Linked DNA regions of Mus musculus: regions 1 and 2 are each linked to region 3. The links are chromatin contacts, called in public HiChIP or PLAC-seq maps. All regions are on one chromosome and are shown on one strand. The core of a region is the stretch at or near the end of the contact, and the rest is flanking DNA. Distances in the headings are between cores, read along the strand shown. Region 1 holds the start of Marco (macrophage receptor with collagenous structure). Region 2 has its middle 27 kb from the start of Marco. Region 3 holds the start of 3110009E18Rik (RIKEN cDNA 3110009E18 gene).

Evidence for each region. HiChIP or PLAC-seq counts read pairs in DNA pulled down with a chosen protein or histone mark.
Region 1: an H3K4me3 HiChIP or PLAC-seq map of bone marrow-derived macrophages shows a contact between it and region 3, with 2.7 times the contacts expected there. The contact joins the promoter of Marco here to the promoter of 3110009E18Rik in region 3. A contact is called at or near these places in 2 of 115 datasets of contacts at active chromatin or transcription factors (bone marrow-derived macrophages and pro-B cells).
Region 2: an H3K4me3 HiChIP or PLAC-seq map of bone marrow-derived macrophages shows a contact between it and region 3, with 2.5 times the contacts expected there. The contact joins the enhancer-like site here to the promoter of 3110009E18Rik in region 3. A contact is called at or near these places in 7 of 39 promoter capture datasets (the 3T3-L1 cell line, embryonic stem cells, hippocampal neurons and 2 more), 1 of 15 datasets of contacts at CTCF or cohesin (embryonic stem cells), 6 of 115 datasets of contacts at active chromatin or transcription factors (the NIH/3T3 cell line, VIP interneurons, bone marrow-derived macrophages and 3 more) and 2 of 9 other capture datasets (embryonic stem cells and liver).

The regions. Positions count from the first base shown.
Region 1 is chr1:120,502,551-120,506,785 of GRCm38.p6, reverse strand. It overlaps Marco (macrophage receptor with collagenous structure), which reads left to right and starts at 1,762. Exons shown (of 17, transcript NM_010766.3): 1 at 1,762-2,117. The coding sequence starts at 2,009.
Region 2 is chr1:120,529,594-120,534,266 of GRCm38.p6, reverse strand. No RefSeq gene overlaps it. Among named protein-coding and RNA genes, the nearest start is that of Marco, 27 kb to the right of the region's middle. Within about 2 kb of position 1,951, at least 29 of the 459 cell types and tissues checked have an H3K27ac peak or open chromatin away from gene starts, as enhancers often do. A contact at or near this core is called in bone marrow-derived macrophages, where this site is marked.
Region 3 is chr1:120,118,228-120,122,832 of GRCm38.p6, reverse strand. 3110009E18Rik (RIKEN cDNA 3110009E18 gene) reads right to left here and starts at 1,646. Exons shown (of 6, transcript NM_028439.2): 1 at 1,616-1,646. Dbi (diazepam binding inhibitor) reads left to right here and starts at 1,737. Exons shown (of 4, transcript NM_007830.4): 1 at 1,737-1,888; 2 at 2,821-2,938. The coding sequence starts at 1,880.

The DNA.
Region 1 (4,235 bases), core at 513-3,012, 380 kb before region 3:
GCACACGTTTATTCAGTCCTGTTTCTTCTTGTTTATATCTCCCTTGTTTATATCTCCCTTGTTTATATATCTCCCTTGTTTTTATATCTCCCCCGAACCCTGGGCCTCTCACTCCTTTTATACTCTCTCATCCACGCACAGCAGGCCACGCCGCCTCACCAGGCACGCAGCCTCAGCTAATCAGGGCAGCAGGGGCATATCTCCATCAAATTGGATTCACCGGTATCCTGGTGCACCTGCGCAGCTCTCAAGATGTTTGTGTCTTATATGAGGAAGTCAGGTGCAAGTCATATGACTTAGCTGCAGTCCCTGGCGCCTTTGGGACTGCCGCCACACCCGCTCCCCACACAAAGAAACTTTGCATGGCTAGAGATGGGCCTCCCCTCTTCTTTATAAAGTGTGTTTGCTGACATTATAATTGAACCTTGATCAGAATGACTGTCTTGGTTTCATATTTCTCTCACTCCGCTTAGCTCCCTCTTCTCTTCCAGATTCCAAAATGCCTTCTCAGAACAGAACCTAGACATGTGAACAGCTGGCTGGACACAACAAACATCTTCATCAGATCAGCTGTTCCTGATAGCAGAAGCCCATCCTTACTGCCCAGCTCTGAGCTCGTGTGACCATATTCAGTAATACAACAGTTACCGTTGACCCCCTTATGATACAAATGTGTAAAGGGAGGAAAGCACAGCTTGAATGACGGTTCTACCATCCCACAGCTGCCATGAGGACCAGATATGAGTTGCACCAAACTTTGTACCCTTTGAATCTGCATTTTAATCATCATGACCTGCCACAGGTTCAACAGGGACAAAAGGAATGAGCTTAGGCCTCACTGGGCTGCAGTCAACATGCATGTACACACACACACACACACACACACACACACACACGAGTGTTGTTTGGAAAGCTTACTGGTATGCTGCAAAGAGGCACCTCCAGAGTGATTGTGAAAGTATTTGAATTTTAATTGTGTGTGCTGTATATATATGTGCACATGTGTGATGGTGTGTATACCGGTATGTGGAGGCTAGAAGATACTTGTGGGAGTCAGTTTTCTCTTCTCACCATGTGGATCATAGAAATCAAGTTCAAATTGCCAGGTTTGGCTACAAGGGCCTTTATCTACTGAGCCATCTCTCTAGCCTTCCATCATACTGTTTAAAGTATGATCTCTCTCTCTCTCTCTCTCTCTCTCTCTCAGTCTCTGTCTCTTGCTCTCTGTCTCTCTGTCTCTCTCTCTCCCTCCTCCTTCCCTGCCTCCCTCCCTCCCCACCTCTCTATTTGCACCTGAGGCTCACTGATGTGGCTAGACCAATGGGAACTTCAGGGATACCTGTCCCTGTCCCACCATTTCTGCAATGACAGACGTTACAACGACACCTGGTTTTCACTGCTGTCATTATGGTTTTCAGTAGGGTCTGGAGATTTGAACCCATGTTGTTATGCTTGCCTGATGTGCACTTTAATCTTCCTAGCCTACTTCCTAAGCTTTAATATACTCTAAATCACAAAGGGACCTTATTAAACTATAGGTTTGGATTTGGTCTGTGTGGGTGGGACCTGGGCTTCCAGGCCATGTCTATAGATGAACTCAGCCTGAAGTGGGTCAGAGGAAGATTTCCTGGGGTAGCTAACTGGATCTGGATGGATGCAGGGATTGAGAAAACATAAAGAAGGAAGACAAAATGCCCATTTCAGTGTCACCTAAGGGCCTGGGGACATGGAGGGTCTTTCCCAAACTTCTTCAATTCCCCATAACAGGCAGCTTCCCCACACAACAGTTTCACATGTGAACAGCCTGATATTTAAGCAAAAATCAGTTCTACACTAAGGAGCAGCCGGGTCCCCACAGCCAGGAAACATTGTGCAAATTGAAAAATCATTGCCAAAGGGAAGTTGTATGCATCTCCAGCTAGCTGCCGCAGTTAAATGGGAGCCCTGCTTCCTCCTAGGGGAGAGTTTCTGCTGGCTCCAGGGCTTTGGCCACCTATAAAGCTTAGCAATGGGAAGTAAAGAACTCCTCAAAGAGGAAGACTTCTTGGGCAGCACAGAAGACAGAGCCGATTTTGACCAAGCTATGTTCCCTGTGATGGAGACCTTCGAAATCAATGGTAAAGTATGACTCCCTTGTAATGCAGTTGCCCAGAAACTTAGTCTGTTGGTGGGAAGCAAGAAGAGGCAAGAGCAAAGGAGGGGTAGGTTGGTACCCTGGTGCATTTCCTCCCTGACTCTCACTTGCTAGACTCTGTCCATCTGGACTTTCTGGAAAGCTGACCACAGATGCTGTGCCCTTGGTCTCGAGTCAATTTTTGCTTACAATCTGGTCCTTTTGAAACACTTTCCATTGTCTGGTGCTTGTTAAGGAATGACCCTTCATTAATGAACATCTTATGAGGACACAATGCAGTGTGCATTGAGATGAAAATACAAAGCAAACTCTGTGAAGAAGTCCCTGAGGGCCTGAGAGCCAGCCCACACGGTAGAGGGCTTTGGAGCATGCAGGGTTCAGTCTGCGGCAGAGCATAAACAGGTGATACATGCCCGTGACCTCAGCTGTGGGAGGGAGGGGAGGAGGGATGAGGAGTGCCAAGCCAGCTTTGGCTATTCGGCAACTTAGGGGCTCACCTGGGCTCTGTAAAGTTGTTTCAAAAGGAAAGTCCACAGCACTGAAACCAGAGCTGTCTATATATTTGGCTAGAAGCCCTTTACTCTGTGTTGACCTAAGAGCACACTCTTCATCTTGCTCTCTCTGTCTCTCTGTCTCTGTCTTTCTCTGTCTCAGTGTCTCTGTCTCTCTCACTGTCTCTCTGTCTCTCCGTGTCACTCTTCTTTCTCTCTCTCTTTTTCTCTCTCATTGCACCTGGGGCTCACTGACTGGCTAAACCGATGGCCAGGAATGTCAGCTAAGATAGGCTCTAGCTTCTCTGGCTTCTTTAGCAGTCTGACTCAGATGGAGAACAACCTTCAAATATTTTTAAAAATTGATTACAAGTGTGTGTGTGCACACGCACGCGCGCACATGCGTGTGTCAGTGCATGAGTGGAAAGCAGAACAACTTTAGGAATCAGTCCTCTCTTTCTACCCTGTGAAATTCTGGGATTGAATTCCCAGCTGGCTAGGCTTGATGGAACGTGCTTCTACCCACTGAGCTATTTTACTGGCCCTGGAAAACTGTCTTTTACTCTCTTAGTATTGTATAAGTGATGTATCTTTTGCATCTTCAGGAATTTGTAGCATTTAAAGTCAGGGGTGGACTTGTTCGACATTGGAGAGCTCTGATTTCCCTTTCTAGAGCAATCTATGGGAATCATCTTTTGCAGTGATCAGCTGGAGTTAGAGGGAGTTGAGCCACCCAATGTGGGCGCTGGGACACAAATTCGGGACTTCTGATAGTGCAGTCAGTGCTGTTAACCACGAAGACAGGTCTGCCGCCTCTGTGCCTGGCTTTTTCACATGAGTTCTGGAGCTCAAACTCAAACTAAACAAGGTATCACTGGCTGAGGCTGAAAATTTCACAGGACATCATGGATGTAACCAGGGGTGGAGCCTGAGGTCAGAGGTTATGCCCCTTCTAATGTTGATAGGATGGAAGGAGCTGAGCTAGGAACAAAAATGAGACAGTGGGTGGAGGGGAGGGGTGACACATGTCCCGGTCTCTCTCTCTCTCTCTCTCTCTCTCTCTCTCTCTCTCACACACACACACACACACACACACACACACACACACACACAGATGTAGCTCATGCTGTCCTTCAGAACTGGGAGGAATAATCAGTAGAATTGAGGGTGGGGTGAAGGTTTTGAATCCCATCCTGAGGTTAGTGGGGAGGCTGGAGGTTGAGTGCTCTGGTCTGTAGCTGAGGTTGCTCACTCTGGTAGGTAGAGAAACTGGTGGAGAGAGTAGGTGAGAGCCAGGGTGCTCTGCAGCAAGAGACAACGAAGGCAGTAGCTAGCTGTAAAGAAGCAAAATGAGAGTTGTGGAGAGCTTATCTAGTTAACTGGTAAATTCTGTGTTCAGTGAGAGACCTTATGTCAGAAAATAAGACCAAGATCAATTGAGGAAGATACTTGATGTCAGCTCCTGCCTGCACATACATTTGCATCCTTATGCATGCATATATCCTACAAACAGGAACACACACACACAAAGCAAGGACATCATACACACACACACACACACACACACACACTTTAAAATACTGTGTATGTTTTGAGTGGTTTTGGTCCCC
Region 2 (4,673 bases), core at 702-3,201, 410 kb before region 3:
TGTAGTCATATACTTAGACAAGAGACAAATCACTGACCTGGCCTGCATCAGCCAGGGACATCGGGTACCTGAAGGCTTTGAGTGACATACACACTGACATCAGGTGTTACTCAAGGAGGAAGTTTGTGTCAACATGCCACACCATCATTGGCTGTCAACAACTCCCTGTCACTGCTTGGCTTCACTCTGGTCTTTTTCTCTCTCAGTCTTTTCCCTTGTTCCACAAAATAGTTGCATGTTTGTGCAGAACCACAGATGGTGTCAAGGATCCAAAACCGGAAAAGATGAGGAAGTAAGAACGCCATTCTAAAACAGACTTTCAGTCAGCATCATGGACAATGCAGGCTCTGGGCCGAGGACCTGCAGCTGGCATCATTCGTGTCCCGCACCTGGTGTTGCTGGCTTCCTGCTCTATGTACCAAGAAAGGAAATCGGGAAGGTGGAGATGGTGCCTTGGAGAATGTGACCATGTGCACAGGGCATGGAACGGACATCTTGTCGAAATGTTCCTAAACATGGGAAGGGCCTGGGGGAGTTTGTGTCTTTCTAGCCAAGAGTGTCAGCAGAGATAGGGACAGAAAAGCAGCAACTCTGTCACTAGTACTGGGAGAGTCCCTTTTCTCTTAGGGCCCTGCTTTTGTGAGGAAAAGAATTCAAGGACAGGCTAGTGAGAAGCAGTGTTGGAGTCCATTCGTTTATTGTGTGTGTGAGAGTGCAGGCACAGGTGTGCCAGTGGCACATGGAGAGGACAGAGGATAACTTTTGGGAATCAGTTCCCACTGTCACCTGGTGAATCCCAGGCATGGAACTTAAGTTGTCAGGCTGTATGCATCACTTTTACCCACTGAGCCATCTCACCAGCCTGAGTTGCTGTTTCTTGAATATAAAGGGACAGGGGAGTGATTTAACTCTATTTTAAGTAAAATATATTTAAAAATAGGAAGAAAGGTGTTCAGGGGCAGAAGAGAGTCAGAGAGCATGGGTTCAGGCTTTCAAAGATGAGTAGTTGTGAGCTGTTTCTCACTGTGGGTGTGTATAGGGTTTGAGGGCTCCCGAGTTAAAGCTCTAACCCTGATAAAAAGCACCCTTAACATTGCTCAGAGGGAAGTGGGAAGTAAAAGAATTTTCTTGTTATAAAAAGTTGCAAGCTGGTTTTCTGAAGGGTTTTCTTAGATGTCGGGTGAGAGGATCCTCAGCATTACTAGGCCATTTGAGGTCACAGATAAACACAGGTTTTATGATCTTTGGTGGTGAGGTCTTTAGGACAACATGTGCTGTCTCAGTCGGCAATTTGGACATTATCAGCGGTGTCCAAAGCCCCCTGACTTCCTCAGCAGGAAGGAGCAAGTGAAGCCCAGGGTGGCCTTTTCCTTTCCCGTGTCCCCATGACTTTCCCCTGTGTTCCTCTCCTGCCTCAAGAGGACAGTGACAGGCCTGGTTGTTCCACCAGGCTTGCCCACCGCCTTCTGTGGCCCATGACATCATGATGAGCTTTGCGGACTGAGCAGCAGCTGAGTTCTGAAGCCTCAGCAGCTTCTGCTTTCTCTCTGAGCCCCTGTTCCTCTGTGAGGTGGGTTTGCATACATCTTTCCTGCTGATGTGCCTGGCTCACAGGCTGTAGCCACAGCGTGCCCACAAACCTCAGGGACAGTCCCCATCAGCATCCACTAATGCTCTGGAACTCACAAGGGAGATCCCTAAAGAGGAGAGCTACCGTTTTTATCGTCATGGTGAAACCATCTCACTCTGACCCCTCCCTCTCACTGCCCCCATCCTTAACCCCCATTCTGTTCCCCCCACTCTTATCCCCCATGCTGACCCCTCTACTCTGAACCCTGACTCAAACACCCTTACCTTTACTATCTTAATTTGAAGATCTCCTTTGACCACCTCACTATGACTGGAAGTAAAGGCCAGAGGAGATGGATGGACCTAGCTTTGCTCTGAGCCCTGGAGAGGCTGTCTGAACTGTCTAGTCACTCTGCATGGTTGCCTGCCTCCTTGCCAGAGTAGAAGCCCCTAGAGAAGACCAGGAGGCATTGCAATGCTCTCTCTCTCTCTATCTCTCTCTCTTTCTCTGTCTCTCTGTCTCTCACATAAACACACACACACACACACACACACACACACACACACACACACACACACTGCACGGGGATGGTTCTTGCTGGCTACTGAAGAATTGAGAAGTTGGGAAACTCGAGGAAGAGGAGGCTCCTGGATATTGTCCTCTGGCCCCATGAGAGGCCACTCCTACTTCCCCTGTTCTTTCTAAAGTTTGACTCTTGAAATATGAAAACCCAACCATGAGTCTGCAGATTTTTATTTATGCAAGTGAGGAGTTTCCAAGCCCATGATTTTATTTTGACCCAAGCTGAGGTGGAGAATCTACAATAGAAAATCACTTCTCTGTTCCAGATTACACCAGCCTTGACCCTGCCTGAGACAAGGCCAGTCTTCTCGCAGGCTAGGGTCTTGGACTGAGGCAGAGGGAAAAGGTGAAGGCAAGACAGAAAAAAATTATCAAAGTGGAAGACCCAGTGGGGATATTTCCAGCACAATATGATGCTGTAATTGGGAGCCACAGGAAAACAGGCCATGCTTGCTTATGACCTCTAAGGGGATGGCCAGAGTTTGTCCAGGCTTCTTGTCGTGAGCACTGCTTCAAAAGAGTCCTTGTACCCACATCAAAAAACATAGCACAAATGCTTTCTTAGACATAAGGCCAAATTGCTCATCAAAAGAGGTTTAGAGACCCCCGCCCCCCCCCAGCATCTCAGTCATGAGAATGACCTCTTACCTGTTTATTCCCCCCCAGCATCTCAGTCATGAGAATGGCCTCTTGCATGTTTATCCCCCACACCAGCATCTCAGTCATGAGAATGACCTCTTACATGTTTACTGCGCCCCCAGCATCTCAGTCATGAGAATGGCCTCTTGCATGTTTATCCCCCCCCCCCAGCTTCTCAGTCATGAGAATGACCTCTTACATGTTTATTCCCCCCCCCAGCATCTCAGTCATGAGAATGGCCTCTTGAATGTTTATCCCCCCCCCCCCAGCGTCTCAGTCATGAGAATGACCTCTTACATGTTTATCCCCTCCAGCATCTCAGTCATGAGAATGGCCTCTTGCATGTTTATCCACCCCACCGCCCAGCATCTCAGTCATGAGAATGACCTCTTACATGTTCACTCCCCCCCACCCCCAGCGTCTCAGTCATGAGAATGGCGTCTTTTACTCAGATGTTTGGGCCAGCTTTTTGTTCTTTGTATCCCAACATGTTCAAAACTGGAAGCCCTATCTTTTATGACTCATTTTTTTTTTACCCTGAAAAAGCATTTTTGTCCATTTTCCTACTTTTAGTTGTGCTCTTTACATGTGGAGATGTCATTTGCAAAAAATGTTTTTTTTTTTCTTAATGGAGATGGAATACATGTGTCATGAGAGCAGAAGGGGTGATGATTTGGGGGAAAGGAAACCAGGAAAAGGAAGGCAAGGACCAGGGAGGAGAACAATGGCGTAGCAGGGTGGATTGAGACAACGTATAATGACACACCTATTTGAAAATGTCAAGATGAAAACCATTGCTTTGTTTAAAATTTATTCTTAATTTATCATATTTAAAACAAAACTTCCTATCTCCCTATCTGGCTAGCTGGAACTTTGATGTGGTCAATGTTCCTGGTTGGAAATTTCTTTCATATTCCTATAGTCAGATCATCTCTTTTACATCTGACTTGTGTGCCTTTTTATTTATTCATTTATCTATTGTAACAGGTTGCTGACCAATCGCCCCAATGTAATTTATTAAAAGGGTCCAAACACACACACACACACACACACACACACACACACACACACACACACACCCCTGCAAAACATTTTTGTTAGTATTTTTAATGTACTTATTTTAATGTACATTAGATTCGTAAATTCATGTAGGAACAGTTGACAGCATTTTAACATTGTTTCTTTTTACCCAAATCATTAATTTACATTGTGGGGAAACCGTTCTCTTTAAGGTCTCAATCTACCATGGCCGAATAGCTCCTCTGAGCTCAGTGCAAAATGGAGGAATCCCTTTTCCAGCAGGGATTCCTTTTCTCTGACTTTATCCCTGGAGCCTGACCTGCCACACCCTCTACCTGGGGAAAGTTGAATAGCCCTTGGAAAACCTACAATTTCAACCCTCCCACTCCCACCCCAGTAAGAATCCACTCAGCAAGTAACTGAGATTCCTGGAATGCCTCTCCATACACATGAGGCATTTCAGGGCTTTAAACTCCAGTCAATGATTTCCATTTACCCTGAAAACTCCTTCCCACTCTTCAGGGTCCATACATAGCACTGGTTTGCTCCTAATAAAGTATATGTGAGCTCCCCACAGACCACTAGAGACCACCAAGAATCCAATTTGTATGCAAAAGCAAAGAGTCTTTATTCAAGATTGAGCTCAGACCCTCCATCCTCTCAGTGGGTGGATATGGAATGTCCCGAGCTGGTGAAGCCCAATCTCTCTGGCATGACCAGGACCCTGCAGACCCCACCCACTTCAACCATGTAAACAGCATCATCTGGATCCTAAGAGAGAGGAAGTGGGGGATGTGGAACCACAGCTGTATCCCAAACATGCTTCATTTGAATTTGGAAAAATTGAAAAAGTATTTATTTT
Region 3 (4,605 bases), core at 397-2,896:
AGCACCGAGCAGCAGCCCTAGCCCTGCCTTTGCAAACCACTACAGCTGTGATGAGGGGGCAGGTAGACAGGGTGGCAAACTGTGGCCCAGGCCTCTGGCCACACATTAGGAAGTGAGAAGAGACTATCTCCCTTTTGTAATGACCTCCAGAGAATTTTCTATCACCCCTCTCTTTCACCTTTGTATCCATTGCCAGAAAGTTCTTTCAGCCCTCTAAATCCTCCCGCCCACTTGTGCTGTCGCCCTTCCTCCTTCTCCCATGGAGCCAAGGCCCCTATAGCACCATCACCTCTGTTGAAAAGTCCCCTCCCCACCCCATGACTCCATCAGAATGACTGCCTGCATGCCCAAAATGAACAACCTCTGCCATCACCTATTCAGCTTACTTCGTTCTTACTTCTGCAGCTCTGTCGTGTTTTACTTAGTTGTACTTCCTCATTGCCCCGCTGTAGTCTTTTGTCCCGGGACACATATTCTTGGATTTGAATGCCGTCTAAACTCAACCCTCTGAACCTGCTGTGCACTCCTAAGCATGTTCTCCCTAACACTCTGGGTTTTCTCAATTTCTCTGACCTCCGTGTCTAGCTTAAAAGGCATAACTTAGGCAGAGGCAGGCGGATTTCTGAGTTCGAGACCAGCCAGAGCTATACAGAGAACCCCTGTCTTGAAAAACCAAAAAAAAAAAAAAAAAAAAAAAAGGCAAAACTTTTCCCCAGTCTCCTCTCCCCAGTGGATGTCAACATTTTCAGCTTGTCTGTCCTGTGGGTTTTTTACCTCAAACTTTTAATATAATTGTCCTCAAGCTTCCTTCCGAATCAGTTTTAAATTATTTCACTAATGAGACTAAGAATTCAAAGACCTCAGTGTCCACAGTAACTCCTGCTTACTCCTGCTTCTGCTAGAATGCTCCTTCCGACTTGCAGGACTCGCTCAAACAGCATCTTCTCCCCAACCCCTCTCCACACACATCAGTTATAACTTCCAACTCTTTACTTTTTAAACTAAATCAACTATGAACCCACTATAAGACGCTGCAAAGTAGCAAAGATTCGTCTGTTTGTCCTCTGCTGCGTGTCCAAGGTCTAGGAGTCGGCAAGCATCAGGTCACGTGTTTAAAAACCATTTGAAAAGTTATTCACTTAACCAAGGCTCGATGGGCACCTCTTCTTGTGCAAGTTTGTTATATCACATTGTCTCCGCCTTTATAAAGCACTGATGGAACACAAGACTGCGTTAGGGGTGCAGGACCGACAAGTATGGGCAATGTCAAAGAATATGCCAGAAGTTCAGAAGAAAAGGCCTAGATATGGACTTGGTCCAGCGGGCCACCATTGCGCTGTGCACCGGGGATTCTTCCCTGGATTTTCCGAAAGGGGTCGGGGCATCCCATTTTCTAGTCGGATAATTTACTCAACCAGCGATGCAACTTCCGGCCTCTTTCCAATCCGCATGAGAGTTAAAGGGAAAGAATCATACTGATTTCTGCTCTCCTCCCGCAGCACCCCATTTCACGCGTTCTCAGTGCCTGCTAGCTCCTGCCCAACTGCCCTGACGGAGAATGTCCCGTCCGTCCCTTCCCCCACGGAAAAAAAAAAAAAAACGAAACGCGTCCCACCTGCTCCCAACGTGCCCCGCGGCTCCTCCCCGCGCGTGCGCAATAAACTCCCTCTTGGGTCCGGGAAGGGTTGGAGCGCTCCGCTAGGATGGACACGCCCCCGAAAGCAGATCCGACTTCTGATTGGCTGCTGCCGCTCGCCCGAGCTCAGTTGGAACGCCGGGGTTGTGCTTTTAAAGGCGCTAGCTGGTGCGCTCTGTGACTTGATTGCTGCTGCTTCTGAGCTTGCTCCCGCGCTTTCGGCATCCGTATCACCTCACCAGTATGTCTCAGGTACTGCGTGTGCCCCGCCGGGCTGCGAAGATGCTGTGGGTTTGGGGACAGCCGGGTCTATTTCCTCAGATATCCCGCAGCTCTTCTGGGATCCGAGCCCAGCTCATAGCCTGGGGAGCGGAACTTTTTCCCTTGCAGATATGTAAAACTGCCACCCACGCCGGAACTGCCAGAGAGTTGCCGGTGGGCTGAACTCCTGGGTGAAGCAGGAACAGGGTCCTCGAAAGAAAGATGGGGCGTAAGAGGGAAGGAAGGACAGGGAAGATTGAATCCCACACTGGGAAGAACCGAATGGAATAGAGGGGCACTCATACAGGCCCTGGCTGAAGAGCCTGGAGGTCGGGGAAGGTATTTAGTCTTGTGCCTGGCCTGCCCCTGTACAGAAGAGATGTGAGTAGGTGAGGTGGTCCAGAAGCCTTTTCCTTCCCTCCAGTGGAGACCACTACCGAGGACTGAGCCCTGTAGGGCGATCTCTGACTCCTCCCACTTGCCTCTCCCTAATCTGGGCACTGGGACAGAGGTCAACGCTGAACTCCAGGCCCCTGTAGGAAGGGACCAGCTGGCTCCAGACACTGGATTCCACCGCATTCCTCTCCTGAACTCTGATCGACTGTTTTGATCACACCACGTTTCCCCTTACTGCCCAGTCAATCTCCGCTGATCATAGGTCGGGCTTTACTGGAACCCCAGCAATTGTTGGATCTGGGCCAGTGGTGGCCCAGGCAGTTAGTTGGGCAAGAAAATTTTCAAGGGCGTGCACTTCCACTGTGAGCCAAAACTATTCCCAGCACTTGACACAGTGCTGTAACTGCTTGAGTGGACAGGTGGGCCTTAGGGAATCCTGGCAAGAAGAGGGAATATGGGAGGCATCCCTGGGCCTCTCCCACTCAGGCAACCTACATCTCGTTCCTCTCCCTCTCCCTCACTCTTAGGCTGAATTTGACAAAGCCGCTGAGGAGGTGAAGCGCCTCAAGACTCAGCCAACTGATGAAGAGATGCTGTTCATCTACAGTCACTTCAAACAAGCTACTGTGGGCGATGTAAATACAGGTATGCCCAGCTTCTCATCAGAGCGGGCCAAGTTGGCTCGGCAGCCCGGGAGTCTGAGAACTTCGCCTTCCGACTGCCAGAGGCAGGCTGTGATGACAGAACATTGGTATGGAGACCTTAAGCTGAGAGATTGTCACCTGCAAAGACCATCTCCCTAAACTCTTAGTGACTCTGGGAGCAGAGTCAGTGTGGGTTTACAAGGACTTTACTGATTATCTCAGCATCTACTCTGAAGGCAGCAAAGGCTCCAGCCTTGTTGCTCAGCAGTCGCTTTCTCGAGCCTCCCGTTTCCATCAGATGAACAGGGTCATGGAGTGCTTGGCCTCTTTCCCAAGCCGAATAGATGAGCAGATACATCATATCTGGTACCCTGGGGCAAGGCAGAAGTGCTGCTGGCCCAAGTCTGCCCTATCCAGGTGACTTTTCTCCCTATCCAAAAATCTTGGGCAGATTTTTCTTTTTTGCCAAGTATTGTAGGTTGATGGGCCAGCCTGTCTCTGCCTCTCCAGCACTGTTATAAGCACAGGCTGCTGCGTGGCCTTATATTTGTTTCCCTCCCACATGGGTTCCGGGAGTCAAACTCACACCCTCGTACTTTACTGGCTGGCCTGTCTCTCCAGCCCCTTGGTATAGCTTTTGAAACTATGCTGTGGGTTACCTTAGTCTATGATACTGTCTTTTCTGTGCCTTGAGCAGTGGCTATAGCCTGAGATAGCAACACAGTGTGTTCCAGCAAGGACTCATGACAGCATAGAAGAAAATGTATGCCTCAGTCACCCACCAAGCATGGCCTCCAATTCCACTGGAGCTGGAGTGGCTAGCCAAGCAGGTCAGAGATTTGAGGGCTTATAAACATCCAGGAAGGAGAAGCCAGTGGGAAGGGAACAGAGAGCTGTGGATGCTTTCTGCTAGATAGTATTTTCCCAGAGCCTGGCCTCTAGCCACGCTATTGGTACTTGCTGGAATATAAGCATCAGTAGACTAGCTTGGAATCCACCCTTGCCTGGTCAGGGAACCGGCTTGTTTGTTTGTTTGTTTTTTGCTGTACTGGTTCAATACAACAAAGACTAGCCACAAGTGGTTATATGGGTTTTAGCTGAAAACAGCTAAACCTAAGTAATGCCAAAAGGCCAGTCTGTAGCTATGCAAGCTGTGTTTCAAGGGCTCAGTGGCCACAGGGGGCAAGCGGCTTCTGAATTAGACGTTGCAGGGATCACCGAAATGGCTAGCAGGTTCTCGCTGCCATGCCTGACTATCTAAAGGAGCCACTTGGTGAAAGGAGAGAATTGACTCCCAAAAGTTGTCCACTGGCTTCCACACCTGCACAGTGGTGTGCACACTTGGCGTGTTGGCAAGTATACGCTTCCATCTAAGGAGAACTTCCTCTGAGGCAGGGAGTCTTCCTCTGAGGCTCTGAGGGTTCCTTTGCAGTCACAGTCTTCCAGTGAGGTTCCTGGAACTTATTTTTCTCAGACTCAGTGCCCCAAGCTGCACACTCTGCAGTTTCTGCTCCTAGCAATGAAATTGTCCCCCAAGGAAGGATGGTGAAAGGCCTTTCCAAAAGCAGGTGCTCTGGAAGCAGCGTGGTCCTCAGACAAAACCTCCAGATACAACAAGAAGGAGTCCAGCGATGTGTGGAAATAGGGCCAGATTATAAAGACAAGTAC